3 separate regions of the Mus musculus genome follow, and all the other regions are linked to region 1. The links are chromatin contacts, called in public ChIA-PET and promoter capture Hi-C maps. All regions are on one chromosome and are shown on one strand. The core of a region is the stretch at or near the end of the contact, and the rest is flanking DNA. Distances in the headings are between cores, read along the strand shown.

Evidence for each region. Promoter capture Hi-C pulls out the DNA fragments that hold promoters and counts their contacts. ChIA-PET counts read pairs in DNA pulled down with a chosen protein or histone mark.
Region 2: a contact with region 1 is called in a promoter capture Hi-C map of embryonic stem cells, with 2.8 times the contacts expected there. The contact joins the promoter of Rras2 here to the promoter of Btbd10 in region 1. A contact is called at or near these places in 7 of 39 promoter capture datasets (the 3T3-L1 cell line, the C10 cell line, embryonic stem cells and 3 more), 5 of 484 Hi-C or Micro-C datasets (B cells, embryonic stem cells and palatal mesenchyme), 3 of 115 datasets of contacts at active chromatin or transcription factors (astrocytes, embryonic forebrain and forebrain) and 1 of 9 other capture datasets (liver).
Region 3: an RNA polymerase II ChIA-PET map of memory CD8 T cells shows a contact between it and region 1, with 50 read pairs. The contact joins the enhancer-like site here to the promoter of Btbd10 in region 1. A contact is called at or near these places in 4 of 39 promoter capture datasets (the 3T3-L1 cell line, embryonic stem cells, liver and 1 more), 4 of 115 datasets of contacts at active chromatin or transcription factors (T-cell acute lymphoblastic leukemia, embryonic stem cells, large pre-B cells and 1 more) and 1 of 9 other capture datasets (macrophages).

Annotation. Positions count from the first base shown.
Region 1 is chr7:113,366,888-113,371,798 of GRCm38.p6, forward strand. It overlaps Btbd10 (BTB (POZ) domain containing 10), which reads right to left and starts at 2,452. Exons shown (of 11, transcript NM_133700.2): 1 at 2,312-2,452; 2 at 1,985-2,071.
Region 2 is chr7:114,114,852-114,119,762 of GRCm38.p6, forward strand. Rras2 (related RAS viral (r-ras) oncogene 2) reads right to left here and starts at 2,930. Exons shown (of 6, transcript NM_025846.2): 1 at 2,545-2,930. The coding sequence starts at 2,652.
Region 3 is chr7:114,067,275-114,072,185 of GRCm38.p6, forward strand. The region is part of intron 1 of Rras2 (related RAS viral (r-ras) oncogene 2); the gene reads right to left. Among named protein-coding and RNA genes, the nearest start is that of Gm51454, 33 kb to the left of the region's middle. Within about 2 kb of position 2,112, at least 89 of the 459 cell types and tissues checked have an H3K27ac peak or open chromatin away from gene starts, as enhancers often do. A contact at or near this core is called in T-cell acute lymphoblastic leukemia and memory CD8 T cells, where this site is marked.

The DNA of each region.
Region 1 (4,911 bases), core at 1,202-3,701:
TGTGGGCCATCATTAAATAAAATAAGGGTTCTTGACCACACTGTAAAATTATCAGTCAGTCTGATAAACAAATTACTACTAAAGTAGCAGATGGATGGGAGCATATCCTAGTCAGATTCACTGGAGAAAGGGGTGGTTTACATTCCAGGCAGGGTAGTGTGAGAAACACGATTTTATCATTGAACTTGGAATAGTATGCAATTTAAAAATTATGTGCTTCTTATTTATAGATTTTTTTTTCCATTTAATGATTTCAAACCAGCAATAAACTACAAAAAAAACAAAAGTGTAGACAGACAATGAGAGACTACTTTAGAAATTATCTGTTTAATCTGTAGCCCTATATTTAAAGGGCACTAAACTATTTTATTAAGAGCTGACATTTTTTCACAGTCTTTCTAAAAATTTGTAATTCCAAACTGACATAGTTGACTTAAGCTTGTTTCTAGTTATAAAATTAATTCTGACCTATATACAGCTTCCTAAACCAAGACATAAAACATAGCTCTAAAATACTTTTATGTTAAAATACAACTGGGTTTGGCTGGGTCACATGAAGGTATCTTTGTTTTACTTGTCAATATTTCAAATATCAGGAAGTCGCACTTAAAATTCTAGAGTTCCTATATTCTTTTAAGAAGGCTGACAACTGACTGCACATTCATACAATTAATCAGACGGACTGAATACGGCTCAGAGGAGAGAAGCTCTCTAGCGCACTGACATGCTCATTATCTGCCTAGTACCTGAAGGCATGTGAAACTTACTCATTCTTATCTCTCTGAGAGACAGAGTATCTCCAGTTCAGTTGTACACTCCATGAGACCATTTAAATGTAAATGGTCACAAAGCAGACCACAGTTCTTTGTGATTTCATTTAATGTTTAAAAAAATACACAAGTCTTTGTGAAGAACAGAACAAAATTCAGACTTGTGGGAGGATAATACAGGAGGTAAAAAGCCTACCTGGAAGTTTGAATAGTGTGAAAAAATGTCTAACAAGCAAAACATCTCGCAGAACTTTCTGAACTCCGTTGCTCTGGGTCCTAACCACCCTCATGTTCCTGAAGCTTCCTTCTTACCTTTTCTCAACCCATAAGAATAAGCGCTGAGTACTAACCTCTGTGTTAGAAAAAACGATTAAGCCTAAAATCTCCAAAATTAACTGTCCTCGAAAACTATATTAACTCATCTTTACCTCCCATTTAGTAATTTTCCAAGTACTTTCTACTGCTTTCTGCTTAATATTCAGCATCAGTCCTTGGTTCAATGCCCACGGTTGAGTTCTAGATGGACTCTCCAGCGCAGAAACTTGTTCAGTCTTTACATTCACATGTCTTATTTTATCTTTCCATCCAATTTCTACAGTCTATTTCATTCAAAATTCATCCCTAAACCCCTCTCTAAAAAGTTTGGATCAAATTGGGCTGGTGGGGCAAGAGAAGAGTGGGAGGCAGGCAAGAACAGAAAGAAACCCAACTGCCAATCAATACACTGTACTGCTTCATTCAGATTGTTAGCTGAAATAAAAAGCGTGCAGACTCTTACATGGCTATAAAATAATTTCCTATACTAAATGCACAAAGTGGAAAACTTTTTTATAGCCTGGTCGTGGACTCCAAATACCAATAAGAGGCTAAGACTCAAAATTTTAAAGAGATAAAAAAAAAAAAAAAAAAAAAAAGACATGGGAACCCGGGAAAGACCGAGGTTAGGCACAGCACACTAACCCACATTGACAAACTAAGTGAAATCTCAGGTCCCCTCCAGCCCATACCCCAAAATCAGGGGTGTCAGAGGGCTTGTGACTCACAGAGAATAAATCTGAACCTTTTCTGGGCAAGTTAGAGTGGGAAACCAAGCTTTACCCTCGTTGAAACGGTTACAGAATAAAAGCACACAGCAGCACATCACAGGTGTCTCATCCTCCATCCAAAGGGCAACTCCCCCACCACCTTATCCCCAAACTGGGAGCCTTACTCACCGCCCTATTGTGATGCGCCTTCTTCGGTTTGTCGCCGCGGTGACCCAAAGATGACAGGAAAGGGGCGGGGCACTGGGTTACTCTGCCCTGGAAAGGAGGTGTGAGAAAATAGCTTTTTTTCCCCTGGGAAAAGGCCTCCAGACTCCTAACCCAAAAAGCAGCTCCCTTCCCCGCCTCTCCGGACCCGGTGCTCAAGCGGGCAGCCCCGAGCACCGCGCCCCACGCTCCTGGAGCCGCCGCCAGCCTCCCGGAGCCCGGTTCACAGCAGCTAGCCTCGCCCTCGGCTTCCACTACAAACCCAGCCGCCCGCACCCGGCCCGCTCCAACCTGCTGGCCCCTGAGACGTCCACCGAGGGTCTTGGGGAAGAGCTCCAAGAGAGAGCGACGCTCCGCTCCCTCCGCCCACTGAACCGGACCCCTCCGGTGCTAGGTGTGAGGCGGCCGCTCCACCGGCTGCGCCTACCAGAGCCGCCCCGGCAGGTTGCAGGCCGGCTCCTTAGCTGCTTCTCGCGAGACTTCGCATTAGGAAGAGGTGAGGCGAAGCGAGTTCTCGCGCGAAGGACGGAGCTCCTCCCACAGTAGGCGTGTCACCGGGGCACTGAGAGCCTGAGTAGTGTCTCCGCGGTCTCGGTTGGCAGTGCTGTCCCGTAGCTTCCCCGCGAGCGCTTCTCTGCGCGGTGAGCCAAGAGCAGTCTCAGGCCACCTCCACACCTCTGAGCACACCCTCACTCCACGCTTCCTGTCACCGTTAGGCAAAAGCCGGACGGCGTCTCCGGGCCAGTAAAAGCAGTGCCTGGGAGTCTTCTTCTAGGAGAGCGTTTCTGTCAGCAGGGCGAACGCCCGGGTCGCCTTCCTCCGCGGGGTCCGCGAGCTGGTACGGGCAGCACGAGGCGTTGGCAGGCGGTGGTCCGGAGGTCGCCGCTTCCCCGCGGCCGCCGCTTGGTTTGCAACGCTCTGCTTGGTTTGAAACCCTCTGTTGTTGGCGGGAACCGGTGCACCAGCTGACACGCCTGCGGTGGCGCCACCTCTGGGACGCGGAGAATCAGCTGAATGGGTTGAGTTTCTGGCGGGCAAAAGCTCGCCAAAGTAGCACTCCGGTGTCACCGAACCCACCGTGTGCCTGATGGGAGGCTCTAAAAGAGATGGAAAAGTGAGGAAGTCACCTCCCCGGCGCTCAAAACTCTCCCCTCCCGGGACTCAGACCCACAGAGGAACGGATAATCCTCTTTATGCTTGCTACAGAACATACTCCCCTTAGTGAGTGAGCTGTAGGAGCTGATCTGAGACAATCCTGTTGAGAACCCCTCAGTGCAGTTGCTCGCTCCTCTGGTCTTGGGATTGCGAAGGGTGGCAGAAGCTGAAAGATTGAGTTCCAGGTGTTTCTGGGCTAACGTGAGATCTCATCTCAAAAAGCAGCCCTCCACTAGGGAGTGGCATTTGAGTCCAATTTTAAAGATCAGTAGAAGTTCCCCCATTTTGAGAAGAGAGGGAAGGGCATAAACAAAACCCAATACATGTTTCAGTATTTTGGTAAGAAAACTGTTTTGTGAAAAGAACTTTGTTTAAAATCTAGTTACTGTAAGAAAAAATTCCTTGGGTCCCATATGTGATACCACGTGTTTTTCAAACCAACATTTATGCTAAGTAAATTATCATTTGAAGTGGAAAACTGGTAGCAGGCATACTTTCCTCCTGAAAATGCTTAAATATCAGAGACCAAAGGAAGACAAAGATTATTGTTACATAGTGTACACGTTTTTTTATAGCCAACATTCTACATTCTTGGAAATTGCTGAAAATCTTAAAAACATTGTAAAAAGAGCAAGCTAATGAGGCTTGAATATGAATAATGTTCAAAGAAACCTCAAGGAAACCCTCAACAATAGCAAAGTCCTCCCCAATCTTGATACAGTTTTCTGTAATTTATCTCAAATAAAGTAACTGTAGCACAAGTTGGGGGTAAAGATCAAACTGGATTCTTCATTCCCTTATGTCTAAATTGAAGCTGTCATTTTTCTAATGAAAGGTTTTGACCAGGCCATGGTGCATGCCCTTAATCCCAGCACTCAAGAGGCAGAGGCAGGCAGTTATGTGAGTATGCAGTTGCATATGTGTGCATGCTGTGGAGGCCAGAAATTGATGTTGGCATTTCCCAGTAATCCTCCACTGTATTTTGGGAGACAGTGTCCCTCACTGAATTTGGAGCTCTTAAATTCTGCTAGGCTGGCTAGCCAGCCAGCTCCAGGGATCCTCTTGTGTCTGTTTCACCAGCACTGGTTAGGAACTCAGTTCCTAGTGCTTGTGTGGCAAGCACTTCATCAGTTGTGCAAATCTCACAACCTAAATAACCTAAGTTAATTGATTTTTTTTTTGTTGTTGTTGGTTGGTTGGTTTGATTTTTGAGGCAATCTCAAATACTTCTAGCCTAGGCTGGCCTAAAATGCACTATATAGCTTAGCTCAGGTTAGCTTCCAACTTGAAGTAGTTATTCTGCCTCAGCCCTCTTGAGTACTGGGATTATATCTATGACCAATTGAAATCTATCCCAAATCAAGGTTCTTTTATTACACTGCAATCCTAATTGCTAATATTAAATCTCTAAGTCACACTTGTCACACAGCAAAAATGAGCTACACAACAGAAAAGAAAAAAAACAAAAAACGTCCAGTGTTGTGTTTTATAAAAAAGAAAGAAGAAAGAAAGAAAGCCAGCCAGCCAGCCAGGAATATTCTTGGCCAGGGATCTATATGGTGAGGTAGAAGGGGGGTGCCTCTGTGGGCCCATGCTGAGTCATCCCTTCTCCCTGAGGTACCAGCTATAGTATAATATATATGGATATAGTATGGAATAGAGTTTATTTAGGGCATGGAGAGGGGAGTTGAGGGAGTAGAGGAAGAGAATGGAAGAGAAAGAGGAGAGGGAAAGAG
Region 2 (4,911 bases), core at 1,680-4,179, 750 kb after region 1:
ACTGTGAGTGTGGTATGTATGTTTCCGAGTCGGTGCGGGTGTGTTTATAAGTGTGTGCTGATGTAGATGATAGACTGCAGCTTTAGTTACTTAATCTAAGAGTGGCAGAGTAATGGAGGTAGCCTTTGTAGACCTACACCTTGTCCCAAGCCCTTGATGTGAATCCATTTGATTTCTACAGCTGTATAATTTTATTACCCCAGCTTACAGATGACTGAAAGCCGGAGCACAGGCAGGTTCAGTAACTTACCCAACATCAAACTCAGGGGAATGGCTGGGTCTCCACACAGGTGCTGTGTTGTGCCTCCTTCCTCCTCACCAAGTCAACCTCAGAGCCTATGTTCCTGTTTCACCAGCCCCAAAAGCCCCAAGTCACATATGCCTCTCCCACTCCCAGCTCCCCACACATCGGCCTCCTCTTTCTAATCTGGCCTGTGGCTCCCCAGATCCATCACATTTCCACTCACACAACCCCTGATAAGACACAGTGCTCTTTTTCTGGCACTAGGGCTCGAAGGCAGAGCTTTCCACACACTGGACAAACCACTCTACGCTGAGCTACATCCCCAGCCCCACAGTGCATCTTTGAAGCCTTCCAACACTGACTTCTTCAAATCCCCTTGCATCTAAAGGTCTCATCTCTCACACTTACTAAAGTGACTATTATCAACACAGTACACATTGCATGTTCAACACAACTCGAAGATCTTTCTCATAATGCAAAAGTTATAAAGGACATGTACTGAGAGCTATTTAACTAGTAAGAAAGTTGAGGCACAGAAAAGCTACTTGGGTGTTTTCATAGCCAATAAACCAAAGGCACATATTCAAGTCTGTAGAATTCAAAGGTCCTTATCTGCATACATCATGGCCATGCATGTCTTTACTTGACCTCATTTTTGAGCCTCTAGATACCAGACTACTCACAAAGTCGTCAACAAATGAATTCGAGAAGGTCCTGAGGAAGACAGTAATCACCTGGAGTGTAAGGGTTTTTTAAACTATTTCGCAAATACCCTAACTTGTGGAAACAATCATATTCAGATAGTCCTTCCCTCAAAAACTTAAATGCTTCTGACTTAAATCTAAGTAATGTTATCCACCGGTTCTGGGACCCAGGACCATCCTCTGCCTTCTTGGTTCCCTCCAAAACCAGCCACCAGGGAGACTTAGCTGTGACTTGTTTTGCTGTCAGCCACTTAAGTCTCTTTTGGTCCCAGGCAAATAACAACTGCCAAAAAGCCAGACTGAAGACTGGTAAACATAAACCAACGCCCCCCACCATTGCAGCCGCTGCCGCTGCCACCGCCACTGAGCATACTGTCAACGCTCATGACATAAGCATCCTCTCTGAATACAAAAGTTGAGCAGCACTTTTTTAATTCCATGAATTACTACAGGAGCAGCTACTGTTCATTCACGCGATGTGAAAATTATCATTTAGGTTATGGAACTGTGCGTCTTAATAACACTATAAACACCACAGTTACATCGAAATAAAATAAGCTATTTAACTCTATCAATTCAACAAATGGGTGAAACAAAACAAACACACACACACACAAAAACATTTTGCTACCCGTCCTCTTTAATACAGTAAAAATACCTTTGTTACTTAGCAGGGTACCTGCGCTCTCTTCCCAACATATGCCACGCCTTTCAGGGTGACAAAAGCAAGGAGATCTGCATTTGCTTTTAAAAATCAAAAAGAAGAGAAAGGAAAATCACTCGGGCGTCTTAACCTAGAATAAAATCTAAAGACAAATTTCACCTTCCTTTTCTTTGCCACAACCCGACTTTCCTCCTCCAGCAAACAGAAAATAGGGGGGGGGGGGGAGAAGGGTGCAACACACAACTCATACTCGTCCCCTCCTAGCGGGGCTCACCCCAAACTTCACCTAAGCGCGAAGCAGGCAGGCACCGGGAATTCCAAGGAAATGGTCTCGCCCCTATCAAAGCACATTTTTAACTTCCTCGAAGCCATTATTTCCCTAGGGCACGATCAAACACTCCCACCCGGACGTACCACCAAACAGACTACTTGTAAGAGAAGCTCAAACACACACAAAGAGAAAACACTATTGGGAGCCGGCGGCGCGAAGCCGCCGCCAAGTAGCCCGGGCCAGCGCTGCCACCGAGGCAGGCGCGGGGTCCCCACTCCGGCCCTCAGGGCAGGAAGCCCGGCACCGCGGCGCGGCTGCAACCCGCGGGCTCCCGCCCTGACCGCAGTGATAAGGTGGAACTGCGCTTCCCACCCGGCCAGCTCCGCCCTCCGGGCCACATTCCTGAGAAGCCCGACTCCCCGGACGCCGCGCCGGGCGCCTGGCGGGCAGTAGCGCGGCGCCGTGGCCGCAGGGCAGGAGCGCAGCGCCGACTCCTCACTGTTCCTGCCCTCGCAGCCGCGCGCCCTGGCCCCGCGCAAACCGCACCCGCGCGCACCGCACGCGCCGGAGCCCCGCACCCGCGCGCCCCGGGCGGGGTCGCCGCGGCCACAGGTAGCGCCACCCCGCCGCCGCCGCCACCCCGCAGGCCGTCTCCAGGCACCTGGATGAACTGGATGGTGAGCGCCGACTTGCCCACGCCGCCACCGCCGACCACCACGAGCCGGTACTTCTCCTGGCCGGAGCCGTCGCGCCAGCCGGCCGCGGCCATCGGGACGCCCCGAGCCCAGCCCGGCCGCCGCGCGCCCTAGGCCCGGCTCCGGGGACGAGTGCGGCCGGCTGGGTTACAGGCGGTAGAGCGCGCGGGGTCCGTGAGTGGCCTGGAGGGCCGCGGAGCGCTATCCCTCGGACCGGCTGGGAGTTGCCCGAGACGCTGGAGAGCCGGGAAGGCTCCAGGGCAGAGGACGCAGCGGCCAGGGAGCGCGCTCTTCTTCGCGGATCTGCAGCGCAGCCGAACGCAGCCTTCGGCACCGCTACAAATGGCCGTCTGGGGGCCGGGCCGCTGGGCTGGGGTACTACATATGCATGAGGGGGCGGGGCTAGGCCGCGCCCGCCCAGGCGGAGACTCTGGAGCGCCCTAGGCAGCAGACCCTGCAGACCTGCCCTCAGAGCACCGGGAGGAGAAGGAAGAAACCGGGAAGATGGACGGCGGTGACAGTGATTGCATAAATCAGGGATCGTGTTCATGAAAGAAACAGCCTGTGATGGCGTGGATGAAAAATAGAACTGTTGTCATATTCACTCAACTCCATACCCTGTTTTCGGAATGCAGATGGTGACTGTATTTGTTTAAAAAAAAAAAAAGTATAAGGCAGCGATTGAAGAAAATGAGACCTGTAGCGGTACCTGAACATATGATAGTCTAGTGACAGTGAGAGAGTGGGTAGTGATTGAGCTTGCACGGGGCCACAGTGCATGTGGACAGATCTGGGGCGTAACATCTTTGTTCCTATGTCTATGTGTGAAAAAATGTGTGATAATTGTGTATGAGGGTCGTGAGAAATTTGCAGGTTGGTGACATGTTTTTTAGGAGGAGCGTGTTCCTTGCTAGCACAGCTTCTACGAACATGATCAGGCCCTTGCCCTTAGAGTCCAGAGGAGGAGGCAGCCGGGACAATAGGCACCTTGTGAGACATAATTGTAAGAACAACAGCTGCTCAGCACTGAGGTCCAAGGTGCACTTACCCCAGAGCTGGCTAGTCAGAGAAGGTTTTCCCAAAGACCCGAGGAATAATCTTGTAAACAGATGAGTGAATGGGAGAAAAGTATTCCAGGGAAAGAAAACCAAGCTGAGCCGTGTGTGGTAACCCACGCCTTTAGTTCCAGTATTCTGGAAGCTCAAAGAGTTCAAGGCCAGCCTGACCTACATAGTGAGTTCCAGGCCAGGGCTGGAAGAGTGAGACCTAGTCTGAAAAGATAGGAAGAATGAAAGAGAGAAAAGAAAACCATGATATGCAGAAGCCAGAGATGGCAAAAGGACACATTCTGTTGTGTGGTTTTGAACGTTCTCGGGGGAGTTTACAAGCTTGCAGATATAAATAGAAACTCACTGTGTGTGACTTGGATGTGGTAGGGATATCTCTATAGAGGCCACGTAAGATGGAGGCTGTGGTCTTCTCAGAGGGTACACTGGTTCAAATCCTGCCTGCTTTGCTAATGGCATAGCGATGGGAACTTAAGCTCTGTGCCTCAGCTTCCAAATAAGCTCTCAAATAAGGGCCCGAGCCAGTGGATGGCGCACCCGCAAGCCTACCGACCTGATCTTTGGGACCCACAGGCAGGGAGAAAAGCAACCCCCAACACTTGTTCTCTGCCCTCCACAGTTCCTTCACTGCCGAGCAGACATCCCACCCAAACACATATATACACAAAGAAACGCAGTGCTTAATACAGTGTGGGCTAAGCATGGTGGTTTTACAATATGCCCTCCAGTTCTTGAACACTTCGTGCCCTGAATGAAGCCAGTAGAATACAGTAGGGGAGATACAGAATGGCTTCCGAGGCCACAGCGTAAAAGACCACACAGTTTTTAACTCTCTCCTGGGAGTCAAGTGAAAATTGATTACCATGAGATGGCTGTGTATACATACCAAACAAAAGTGCCCCTGAATCCAGAAGGGAACCAGCCAGAGAGAAGGAGGAGGGTCCTGGGAGGGCAGTATAGGGGAGGGGCAAATTTGAATGAAGCGTCATAGTGCATGTGTATGGAAATGCCATAATGAAGCTTACCTATTACTTTGTATCCATCTTGTAAATTTAATTTAAAAACACAGAAATGGCTGGAGAGTTGGCTTAGGGGTTAAGAGCACTGGCTGTTCTTCCAAAGGTCATGAGTTCAATTCCCAGCAACCACATGGTAGCTCACAACCATCTGTAATGGGATCTAATGCCCTCTTCTGGTGTGTCTGAAGACAGTGACAGTGTACTCATATACACATAAAATAAATAAATAAATAAATCTTAAAAAAAA
Region 3 (4,911 bases), core at 862-3,361, 700 kb after region 1:
ACTACTACATGTATCTGACAGATTCCACCCTAATTTTTTTTAAAAAAAAAAATGCAAACTGAGCCGGGCGTGATGGCGCATGCCTTTAATCCCAGCACTCGGGAGGCAGAGGCAAGCGGATTTCTGAGTTCGAGGCCAGCCTGGTCTACAAAGTGAGCTCCAGGACAGCCAGGGCTATACAGAGAAACCCTGTCTCGAAAAAACAAAAAAAAAAAAAAAAAAAAACAACAACAAAAAAATGCAAACTGTAAAAGCTACAGAGTTAGATTTGGGAAGACAGGGGTGGGGGTGGGGGATTCTGCAGAAGTGGGAGGGAGGGCAAGATCGGTTAATGGGAGTGAATACGATCAAAATGAGTAGCTATCACTTAGTCATTATTGTATAATTCATACATGCTAATAAAATGAAGAGAACTGCATAGTCAAATCGAGAAGCTAAGGGTTCATGCCCTCATCCTGAGCTGACCTCAGGAAACTTTCTAGGCCTCCTCCTTCTTTCTCCCTCTTCCCTGCTCCTGCCCTCTCTCAGCTACACACGTACATTAAAAAACAAACAAACAAACAAACAAAAACAAAACAAAACAAAACAAACAAAAAAAAAACCTTAAATCATCCATTCCTTCCCCCACCCAGCCAGAATGTAAGCAGGGTAAAGACAGGAACACTGCCAGAGAGGAAGGAGAAGGCCTTCCCCAGCAAATCACAGGCCAGGCAAGACCTGCAGGCAGTGCGGCTGCGCATCTGCCTTGCTTATTACTCAGTAGATTTTCTCATTTATCCTCACAAGGACCCTCCAACAGATTCCCCCCTTTTACAAACATTTTTACATCAGAGAACTGCACTACTTCTTCAAGGCCACTCAATAAACAAGCAGGAAGACTACGGTTTAAATTCAGACCCAATGCTAATAAGGTCATCAGAGCCTAAGAATTATTATTTAATAAAAATTCACTGAATACCAAATTTTCTATTGGCCTATAAAATAAGGAAGAATATTTCCAAAAATATGAGAAAAGGCAAGATTTATAAACCCACACCCCTGTCATCTTCTTGAGGTCCTGCCCAGTTCTCTTGGGAGGGGATTCTGAAACAGTCTAGATGCAAAGTCCTTAAGAGCCTACCCTGAACACTGAAATTCAGCATGGCCCTACAGACACTTTTACCCACAGAACAAGTTTTACATTTCCCTATGACAAAATAGAGCAGAACCTGAGATTTGGTAGCTGCTTGGTTTCTTGATTAGAGGATTTATAAAGGCTGGCTGCAGGCAGCAAGGCGAGACGATGCATGATTATGCAGTCAGGGGATTGAAAGTCAAGTCCAGAAGCCACGCTGGACAGATGCCTGAGCCCTTAGGCGAACTGAATAACTCTGCAAGGGCGGAAGAGGTGGCTGAGCAGGTAAGAGCACTTGCTACTCTTGCAGAGGACCAGCGTTCAGTTTGCAGCACCCACGTGGTGGTGGCTCACAACCATCTGTAACTCTTGTTCCAAGGGATCAAAAGTCTGTCCTCCTGAAGCACCAGGGACAAATGCAGCGCCCATACACACGGATAGCAAAGCGTTCAGGCCCGGAAAATACATAAATAAATCTTGCTTTTAAAAAGGATAAGGTAGGCATAACCCAAAGTCTACTTTAAATGTGGCAAGAAGGAAGATAACCTCCTAGATAAGAGGTGCAAGGACCCATTCCCTCTTCCAAGGAACAGAAGTCCACACCGTTGCCCCTGGGAATCAGGCTGCCAGTCTCGAGTGACCACCATGTCCTCTATTCTCCCCACCCAGTGTGGGACACGCTGGCTGAGTTTCCCCACCTCTGTCCCGTGTGTGTGTGTGTGTGTGTGTGTGTGTGTGTGTGTGTGTGTGTAGGCAGCGGAGAGAAGCAGAAAGAGACTGAGGGTAAATTAGCTCTGTTTGTCCTCCATGTAGGAAACCACACAGCTCGTGTGCGTCTGAACCTCAGCTTCCTTGCCTATGAGACAGAAAAAAAACAAACAAAAAACCTCACTGCCTTGGGGGGAGGGGGGGGCACGTGTACAGAGCACAACACATGACACACAGTAGGCCTATTAAATTACAGTGCATATACCCCACACTCTCACGGGAAAATGATCACATGTTCCCATGCCAGCCTCTTCCCCTGGGGCTGACGGGGCAGCTCTGTGGTAAAGCGCTTGCCTAGAGTGCACAAGGTGCAAGGTTCCAGCCATGCCCACAAAGAAGGCTCTTAACCTTCAAAAAAAAAAAATCTTACTTTCTCACCTAGGATCCTGTAAACAACCTAATGAAACTCACTGAGTCATAAAAATAAAATCTACAGGCAAATAAAGAGGGACTAGGTAGGAAGAGAAATAGAGTCAGTAGAAGGAGAGTAATGGGGCATATCTGATTATATGTGTGTGTGTGTGTGTGTGTGTGTGTGTATGTATGTATGTATGTATGTGTATATATATATGTGTATATATATAATTAGCATGTAATTAACACCTACCTGTTTACCCGTTTTCAGAGCCATGAGGTAGACTGAGTAAAACTCAGTGTCTCTCTTGTTACCTCACTTCCCCTTTTCACAAATGTGCACGTGGGACATGTATAAATAAATAACCCCGCTGGGCTTTACATGTAAACTTCTCCCTAGGCCCTTCTACAAGTTGCTCCTTGCTCCTGAACAGAATCCAAGAGAGCACACATTGTCTTCACTCTGTAACTAGTATCTTCTTCAAGTGGTTTTCAGGAACTTTCTAATTTCAACATTCAATGCACCTCTTCCGGTGTCTCGATCATATTTGCCGGCACTCACCTGGCAACCCCCCACCCAGCCCCGCCTCAGTAAAACACGGGTGGCCAAGGCAGCACTGTCCTTTATTATGCATCTCTCCTGCTCCACACCAACATTATCTCTGGCTCCTGGGTAGGAACTGAAGGAGAGCATAGAGTCAAAGACCACACCAATCAACTTTGATGTTCTTTCTCATGAATGCCTGTGGGTTTCCTGGGAGAGTCCCTAGAATGGGGTGTGTGACATAAAATTCTCAGGCTCTAGAGAAACCTACTTACAACTCTCAACCCTGAATCAAAGAGGCTTTCATGGGTCCCTCCTGGTGCAAGTCGTCATCTGTCAGTTAGCCATCAGTGCGTGGCGTCCCTGTATAGGTGGCTTTGTGTGGGCTCCACCCAGCAGTCAGGACATCCAGGCAGCTCACCTTGCAGCTTCTTCCGTTCCCTCCACTCCACCCTCTTGCACTATGGATCTGCAGATTCCCAGCCTGATCAGCGTGTGCACCCACAAGGCCAAGCTCTCAGAGGACTGCTAGAGGTCCCACCATTTGGCCTACATAAAGAGAACTTCAAAGGCAACCCAAGGGTCAGAGCCAAGATGACTCAGTGGTAAAACTCCATAGCTTCCAGCGGGTCTGATTTTGATCCTCAGTCACTCTGGTGACTCACAACTACCCCTAGGGGTATAACTCCAACAACCCCAAGGGCAGCAGTTCTCAACCTTGGGGTGGGGGGGTTCCTCCAAACCACCTTCTCACAGGGTCACCTAAGACTATAGGAAAACACTGGTATTTACATTACGATTCATTAAAAGTAACAAAATTATAGTTATGAGGTAACAACAAAAATAATTTTAGGGTTGGGGGTCAGCCACAGCATTAGGAAGGTTGAGAACCAGTACTCTAGGGGATCCGACACCCTCTTCTTGGCCTCAAGAGAGAACTGGGAGACACACACACACAAACGCACATGCACATGTGCACGCATGCACACACACAAATGCACACACACACGGAAGAAGTCTCTCGTGTACTCCCTAGAAATGGAAAGAAGGCACCTAGAACACATCGCAGCTCTCTGCAAGCTTTCTTATTAGAACCCTGAACTTTGAACACTTCCTTGGAGATGAGTGTGACCTAAGCGTGCGATGTCCTTGGAATGAGGAGAATGGGGCACCACAAGCTTTATTCTCCATCTTTGGGACTTCAATAAAATTAAACAGATTTTTGTTCCAGTTTAAAAAAATCCCACCATGAACTCCCCGGGCCAGGCAGCTCTAGACCTGACACTCCATAGCACAGCTCACACACCTTACTTCCCCATAGTAAGGGCCTTGCCATCTTGGACACAGCCACAATCTCAAAATACGGCGGTGGGGAAAGCCATCAGTGATGGGGAGCCAGGAACCCACTTCCCTGAGCTGGTGAGGACACTTAGCCATCAGCAGTCTCTAGTCACTAAACAAATGCAGTGGGAATTCCTCTGGAGACACCAGCACCTCAGCCACAGGCAGCTGTGGGCAGAGCAGCCTCCTGTAGTAGTCTCTCTGTAGCAGCAGCTGTCAGGGCACAGAGAACCTTTGTTCTCACACCGCCCTCTCTAACCTTTGTCAAATGTTCCCATGTGATTGATATTCCTCAAGCAATTATATTTTTAATGAATGAATGAATGAATGAATTACAGATATGGTCATAATAAACGCCCTAGGGCACTAAGTCCGGAACCCCTTTAGTTTATTTTATTTAAAAAACTGAGACCTCTGGTAAACACTAATTGTCCCAGACCGCCTAACGCCAGCAGGGTGTGAAGGGACTCGAGGTCACTCTGTAGACCATCAGCTCCTGTGCACAGCCCCCACCACGACCTGGGGCTGGGGGTGAACGGACTAGTTATACTATACCACCAAGAAGCCCAGCCCAGTGCATGACGAGCCTGCTCTGCTGCAGAGTGTGTTTCTACGTCAGTTAGAGGAGTCTTGTTTCCCCAGGGAATTTTTTTCTAGGCTGTGGTTGTCCCCATAGTCCAGAACACAAGACATACAGTCCTGAGGCAGTATCAGCTTCCAGGCCTAAGAGGAAGCAGAAAGTAGGAGTCTGGCTTTCCCCAAGTGCAGAGCCAGCCCGATGGAGGAGGAG